Linked DNA regions of Mus musculus: region 1 is linked to region 2. Evidence: chromatin contacts called from public HiChIP or PLAC-seq data. All regions are on one chromosome and are shown on one strand. The core of a region is the stretch at or near the end of the contact, and the rest is flanking DNA. Distances in the headings are between cores, read along the strand shown. Region 1 has its middle 29 kb from the start of 4930488B22Rik. Region 2 overlaps 1700112H15Rik (RIKEN cDNA 1700112H15 gene).

Region 1 (3,593 bases), core at 897-3,396, 150 kb after region 2:
GAAAAAGCAAGGAAGTAATCTTTCAACAAACCAAAAAGGAGATAGCCACACAAACATAATTCCACCTCTAACAACAAAAATAACAGGAAGTAACAATCACTTTTCCTTAATATCTCTTAACATCAATGGACTCAATTCCCCCCAAAAGACATAGACTAACAGACTGGATATGTAAACAGGACACAGCATTTTGCTGCATACAGGAAGTGCATCTCAGTGACAAAGACAGACACTACCTCAGAGTAAAAGGTTGGAAAACAGTTTTCCAAGCAAATGGTCCCAAGAAACAAGCTGGAGTAGCCATTCTAATATCAAATAAAACCAACTTTCAACCAAAAGTTATCAAAAAAGATAAGGAAGGACACTTCATACTGGTCAAAGGAAAAATCTACCAAGATGAGCTCTCAATTCTGAACATCTATGCTCCAAATGCAAGGGCACCCACATTCATAAAAGAAACTTTACTAAAGTTCAAAGCACACATTGCACCTTACACAATAATAGTGGGACACTTTAACACCCCACTCTCAGCAATGGACAAATCACGGAAACAGAAACTAAACAGAGACACAGTGAAACTAACAGAAGTTATGAACCAAATGGATCTAACAAATATTTATAGAACATTTCATATGAAAGGAAAAGAATATGCCTTCTTTCAGCACCTCATTGTACCTTCTCCAAAATTGAGCATTTAATTGGTCACAAACAGGCCTCAATAGATACAAGAAGATTGAAATAATCCCATGCACCCTATCAGATCACCACAGACTAAGGCTGGTCTTAAATTCCAACAAAAACAATAGAAAGCACACATACACATGAAAGCTAAGCAATGCTCTACTCAATGATAACTTGGTCAAGGAAGAAATAAAGAAAGAAACTAAAAACTTTTCAGAGTTTAATGAAAATGAAGCCACAACATACCCAAACTTATGGGACACAATGAAGGCAGTCCTAAGAGGAAAACTCATAGCTCTGAGTGCCTCCAAAAAGAAACTGGAGAGAGCATACACTAGCAGCTTGACAGCACACCTGAAAGCTCTAGAACAAAAAGAAGCAAATACACCCAAGAGGAGTAGATGGCAGAAAATAATCAAACTCAGGGCTGAAATCAACCAAATAGAAACAAAAAGAACTATACAAAGAATCAATCAAACCAGGAGCTGGTTCTTTGAGAAAATTAACAAGATAGAGAAACCCTTAGCCAGACTAACCAGAGAGCACAAGGACAGTATCCAAATTAATAAAATCAGAAATGAAAACGGAGACATAACAGCAAAATATATCTTTAAAAAATTATTCTGTTTGTTGAATATTAACAGTTGGAAATATTAAAATCATGTTCTAAAAACACACACACACACACACACACACACAAGGTCACATCTACACCAGGTGTAGTGATTGCAAGTTTGAAGTCAACCCAGATTACGTGGCTGGATATTCTAGATACCTCAAAATATCTAGAAGTTTTATTATAAATAAAGAGCTGGAGATTTATCTCAGTTGTTAGACTATCTTCCCAGCATGTACCACGTAAGACTGAGCACGGTGACACATACCTATAACCCCAGAAGTCAAGAGAGATGAAGGTAGAGAGTTAGGAGTCCAAGCTCCTCCTCTAACATATGGTGAGTTCTAATTAATTAATTAATTAATTAATTAACTATAAAGCTTGATTACTAATTCATGTGGCACACTAAAGCAAAGACTTGTTGCTATGAATCCATAGACGTTTTAGTTGCTTAAGAGACGCTTCAGTCTTGCTGGTCTTTCTAGGACCTGCGTTCTCTCCCCAGCACCTCCATCAGGTGATTCACCACGCCTGTAATTCCAGCTCCAAGGGATCTGACAGCCTCTTCTGGCCTCCAACAGCACTCATACATATGTGCACATGCCCACATATACACACATAAATTAAAATAAAATAAATATTTTAAAAATAAATACTTTGGATAACTGAGCTTTCCTGCACAGACAAAGGTACACTGTACTTTTTTTCTAAGTAGCCAGCGCAGTTTCCCAGCGACCTGTCTGCCCTCCCAACTTCTGTCATCACAGATGTTCTTCCTGCGCTAAACCACGACCTGGGTCTGGACTTCCTGCTAGGAAGTGTGGCTAGTTTGACACATGTCTCAGAAGAGTCTTGGCACACTTTTTTCCCCCCAGTCTAAAGCCAGAGCATGTTAGCCACACGACAAAGCCCTGGTATGCCTGTGCTCAAACACTCACCTGTGAGTATAATAGACTGGGACTAGAGCCTGGGAAAGGAGACAGGCTACGGGTGGAGGGGAACAGAGAGGAAACACAGCCTGAATAGAGTTCACTGTCCATGAGCTGTGTCTTGCTTGTGTGTCTGTGTATGTACACCTGTCAGTTAGGGGCTACACACACATGCATGTTCATCTGTGGAGCCAGAGATTGATGTCAGCTACATACATGCATGCACATCTGTGGAGCCAGGAGTTGATGTCAAGTGTCCTCCTTGAACACAATCTACCTCATTCTTTGAAACATAGCTTCTCACTAACCCTGGATCCATAGGCCCAAGCACACCAGCAGCGAGCTCCAGAGATACTCCAGTCTCTACCATCTGGATGGTGGGTTGTAGATGGGAGCCACCTCAGCCAGCTTTTACACATGTTCTGGGGGAATTGAACTAGGTTTGCAAGGGCAGAGTGGCCTCATCCGAAAGTCCTTCCCACAGCCCACCTGGTGCTTCCAGCCTGTTGACATTGTAACATAATGCTCTTATTACAAAGTCTATTTTCTAAAGTCTCACAATCAGAAACTAAAGGGCTGAGTGGTTAAGAGCATTTGTTTCTCTTGCAGAGAACCCAAGTTGGGTTGTTACTGCTCACATCAGACAGCTCACAGCTTCCTTTAACTCCAGCTCCAGGGGATGAAATGCCTTCTTCCGGTCCAAGGGCACTCAAACACATATAGCAGACATTCGAGTGTATGTGTGCACACACAATGAATGACTGAGTCAGTGAGTGAGTAAGTGAGTGAATGAAATGAATCTTAAGAAAAAAAGATCCTTACACTAGAGTTACCAAATACATTACAAAAATATGTTATAATGGTTTAAGTAAGTTTAAAATTGTCTGTTGGGTTCCATTCAAAGCTATCCTTGGACACATGAAGCCTACAGGCAGTGGGTTGGACAAACATGAGATGCCCATCCTTATTATCAATTGTATATTCCAAGATACAGCGACCCCATGCTCCAGCCAAAAATAAACAAAAAAACAAACAAAAACAAAACAAAACAAAAAACTCTATAACTCAAACCTTTTCTCCTTCCCTTTCCTGAGGTCACAGACATTCTCTGCTTTTGTTGTTGTTTACACTTATCTTCATGTCTTGTCGCTCCTGTAAGGTTTAATATGCACTGACAACTTGACAAGATCTAGAACTACCCCATCAAAAGGGGCTGTAGTCCCAGATCGCATAGAAAGAAAAAGGCCAGCTAAGCAGCAGCATCCTTCTTTTTCTGCTGCCTCAAGCATCTGCCACCATGCCTTTCCAACCGTGAGGCTCTGCTCCTCAAGCCGTGAGCCCAAACAAACCCTCCCTCCCTCCCTCCC
Region 2 (3,767 bases), core at 811-3,310:
TTTCGAGCACTTTCTTATAGCTACCAGAAGAAAAGGATCTCGCTGTGGCTTTCTCAGAGCTCTGAGGAAGAACTCGGCTGGCCCTGAAGCCCCTTGCGGTTCTGACCCACTGTCTGCCACTTACTGCCTGCTGTCAGTATGAAGAGCATTAGAAGGTGTTAGAATAATGTTGACTCAATGTGAAACCACAAGTCCTAGGAAATATTGACTCACCTCTGTTGCTTGGAAGGTGTCTGCTCTGTTAGAATTTACAGAGAGAGAAGGGTCCTGGGGCAAAGTCTACTACCATCATCCCCATGCCCTTGGAAATAGCTAAGAAGAGAGGGGTGTCACTCATCAGAAGATGAGTGTCCCATGGCCTCTTATGTCCATCCCTAGATTGATCCTCACAGCACCGTCTCTATGGTCACCTGTGGAGGAAGAAGTAGGAGTTACATAGTTTAACCCCTTGTCAGTGAGTACTGGTAAGGGGTAGTGTGACGACAAGAGCTGAGGTCTCCAGTCTACTGACAGCTCAAATGGCCAGTACGAGTATTAAGTAGATCTACTTCTAGGCTTCTGTAGATGTTCTAGGGGCCCCTTGAGTCCAGACTATCATACCCCCAAATGAGCTGTGAGCACTGTAAACTCAGCCACCAAAGCCACCGGGCTTGTGATTATTCTCTCCCTCCATCTCACAGTTCCTCCCTGTATTCAGAGCTCCTGAATCCTCAGAGGTTTACATGAGAAGCACATCTGGTATCCACCCCTCCTCTCGATTCTATTATGGTATCCTATCAAGTCCTCGGGGCCTCTCCTATGAAAAGACTCTTAACAGTTAGCAGCCATCGCCTTCACCTGACCCTTCCTCCTACTGGACGATCACTCTACAATCACAGTGTGTTGATTCCTCTGTTCCCACCTCCTCCAAAGCCCCCATCACCCACAGAAGCAATCCCTGCTGCAAACTTCCCAAACTTCCTTGCTGTATATGCAGACTTCCCTAAGGACTGAGTCTTATGGCTCCTTTTAGAGTCTACATGGCCTGCCACCCTGCACAAGGCTAGGTTGAACCCTGAGTTCTAGACTTCACCTGAAGTCCAGCATGTCTTCAAACATGTTGAAATGACCACTCTGCTTATCTCGGACTGGCCCAAGCATCTTCAATGCAGACCAGTTTCTACCCACCTTTGTCTACCAACATGTAACCAGTGTCCACTGACTCAGCCACTGATTCTGCTTCACACTTTCAGGTCTGATGTAAAACTCTTGGGTGAAGCTGAGACATTGCCAATCCCCCGTGAGGGGATTTTAGCTGGACTGCTTATTCTATGGTTTCATTTCCCTTGCCTTCCCACAACATGTTGTTCCTTCCTCCTTAACTTCTTATGTGAGCCTCACCAACTAAAGCGCACTGTTCAATCTTCTGAATACCCACTAATTCTTCCCTTTGCTAGTCTAGTGCTAATCTCCCACAATGCTTTTCACCTTAGCTCCGCCCCACCCCCAGTCCAGCCATTCCAGCCATTGCACAGCTCAACAATATTCTGCTTACTACATCTTTCAGGGTTTCTGACATTTGTTGGGTTGAATTAGACACTCACATACTTTAATGTCTGACTATATACTCTGTGAAGCAGGGACCGCCCCTTACCCCAGACACTCCTTGAAGTACAAGCTGACTCCATGAGTGGTTAAGGTAGGCTTTGGAAAATATTCTGTTGAATTCAGTCACTGGAAATGCCTTGGTCTGAAGGACAAAGCAGTGTCAGATATGAATGGTTTAAAACAGAAATATCATAGACCACCAACATGACAGAAGCCTTGCGCTCAGCTATCACATAGCCCTGCCAGCAGAGGCTTACTCAACGACCCACCGTCCATTACTTCTTTTCAACAAGCCACTCTCGTAACATTCTTTGAGGTTGTATGCCCCCACTGAAGTGAATAATGACATAGTTTATGGTAAAGGGTGAACTGAAAAACAGCAGTGTCATTATTGCTGTAAGTACCCACAAAAGTTGTCTATTATCACACACAGATGCAGCCGCAAACACACACTCATCACTAATAAACTCATTTATTTCCACATAAAGTTGCATAATGTTGCACAATCTAGTAGCAGGCTGAGAAATGTCAGCAGTTTAGACCAAGAAATTTGTCAACAAAACCAATACATTTCACCAGCTTCAGCAAACCGCAGTTTCAAAAATCATACCTTCCTCCCCTCTAAAAAAAAAAAAGGAAATTGTCACATGTCACCTTAAATAGAAAGCACGGTGCTCATGATGCCACAGACTAAGCAAACACCAAGTTGAGATAACAAGGAAAGGAAATTTAGAAGTTATAAGAACAGGAACAGCTATGTTGTCTGAGTACTTAGAATGTCATTTTATCTAATACAAAGGGGGAGAAAATCCATGAAAAATTAAAGTGGGGAGGCTTTGGGAGGTGGATCAATGGACAGAGTACTTGGTTGCACAAGCACAGGGACCAGCCAGCCATCTCTAACCCCACCACTAGGGAGGCAGAGACAGGCAAATCCCAGAGAGTCAAGGGCGCCCATCTATCGTAAACAGTACTCTGTCTCCTGTGACACGGAGCCCTGAGCCTTGAGTTAGAGACCATGTCTGAGGGACAGGGAGATTATAAGAGTCAGAAGTGATGGACGGTTTTAAGGAGACTGCATTGTGCAGACATAGGAAGGTGAGTGCACACGTGAGCTTATGGAGGGAGACTGAGACAGTGTACACAGGGCCTCCAAAAGCTCAGACCAGACAAAATCCTCACATGAAGGAGTGGACACAGGTGTAAAGTCCCACCCATTCACAAATGACTGCTGACAGGAGAGGGAAAGTCAGTTTGCTTCAGTGGAGTGACAGTGGTTGTATCAGGCACATCCCAGGTCAGGTCTCATACCCAGGAGGAGTTGGCCAGCATAAATAAGATGATTTTTAATGGCTCTTTTCTTTTATTACAGAAAAGGATCAAAAAGTTCTGGGAGGAGTTAGGATCTGATCTGGGGAGAATGAGAGGACAGGAAAAAAATAATAAAAATATATGAAATTTCCAAAGAATAGATTAAAAAATAAAATAAAGACACTCCTTTCTCAAGATGGAAAGCAATTGAAGAAGACATACAAAAATTGAACTCTGACCTACCCACACAGACATTTCCACATACTCATACAATACACACGGGCACACACACATTTACATGTATGTATGTACATATATATATATATGTATATATATATATATGTACATATGTATATATGTATATATATGTATATGCATATGTGTGTATATACACACATACAGAGAGAAATTCAAAAGGGTAAACTGAACTCACTTATTAAAATCTGCTTAAGAAAATCTTAAATTTCTTTAATGTCCTACTCCCACTTATTATGGCTTTATTGCATATGAGACACTGTGTTATTAATGTCACACAAACAAATATGTAAAGCTGACCTCACAAGCTAATAGAAGAGAAGGGCCCAGGCCCCGAGCTTGGCAATCTGAGGCAACAGGTTGTGGTAAAGAGAAAGCATGGGGAATATAAGCTTTGGGAAGAGACATTCCTTCTTTGCCTCTGGCAGACTTTTTTACTCAGCTCAGCCTGTCTGCCTAATTTATTATTTTCACAAACATGATTATAGATCTTGAAAGTGAATACCTGGGATAATTTGAGGGGGAAATCATATATGCAGAAAGAAGGTGTATAGATATGCACATATATCAAAGAAAAATTTCCATGACTGAAAGAGAAGCAAGGTCATGCCAGA

The links. HiChIP or PLAC-seq counts read pairs in DNA pulled down with a chosen protein or histone mark.
Region 1: a contact with region 2 is called in an H3K27ac HiChIP or PLAC-seq map of the HPC-7 cell line, with 6 times the contacts expected there. The contact joins two enhancer-like sites. A contact is called at or near these places in 3 of 484 Hi-C or Micro-C datasets (adipose-derived mesenchymal stem cells, liver and nephron progenitors) and 3 of 115 datasets of contacts at active chromatin or transcription factors (the HPC-7 cell line, effector CD8 T cells and pancreatic cancer cells).

The regions. Positions count from the first base shown.
Region 1 is chr1:184,681,650-184,685,242 of GRCm38.p6, forward strand. No RefSeq gene overlaps it. Among named protein-coding and RNA genes, the nearest start is that of 4930488B22Rik, 29 kb to the right of the region's middle. Within about 2 kb of position 2,147, at least 28 of the 459 cell types and tissues checked have an H3K27ac peak or open chromatin away from gene starts, as enhancers often do. A contact at or near this core is called in the HPC-7 cell line, where this site is marked.
Region 2 is chr1:184,534,496-184,538,262 of GRCm38.p6, forward strand. All of the region lies in intron 2 of 1700112H15Rik (RIKEN cDNA 1700112H15 gene), which reads right to left. Among named protein-coding and RNA genes, the nearest start is that of 1700112H15Rik, 21 kb to the right of the region's middle. Within about 2 kb of position 2,061, at least 58 of the 459 cell types and tissues checked have an H3K27ac peak or open chromatin away from gene starts, as enhancers often do. A contact at or near this core is called in the HPC-7 cell line, where this site is marked.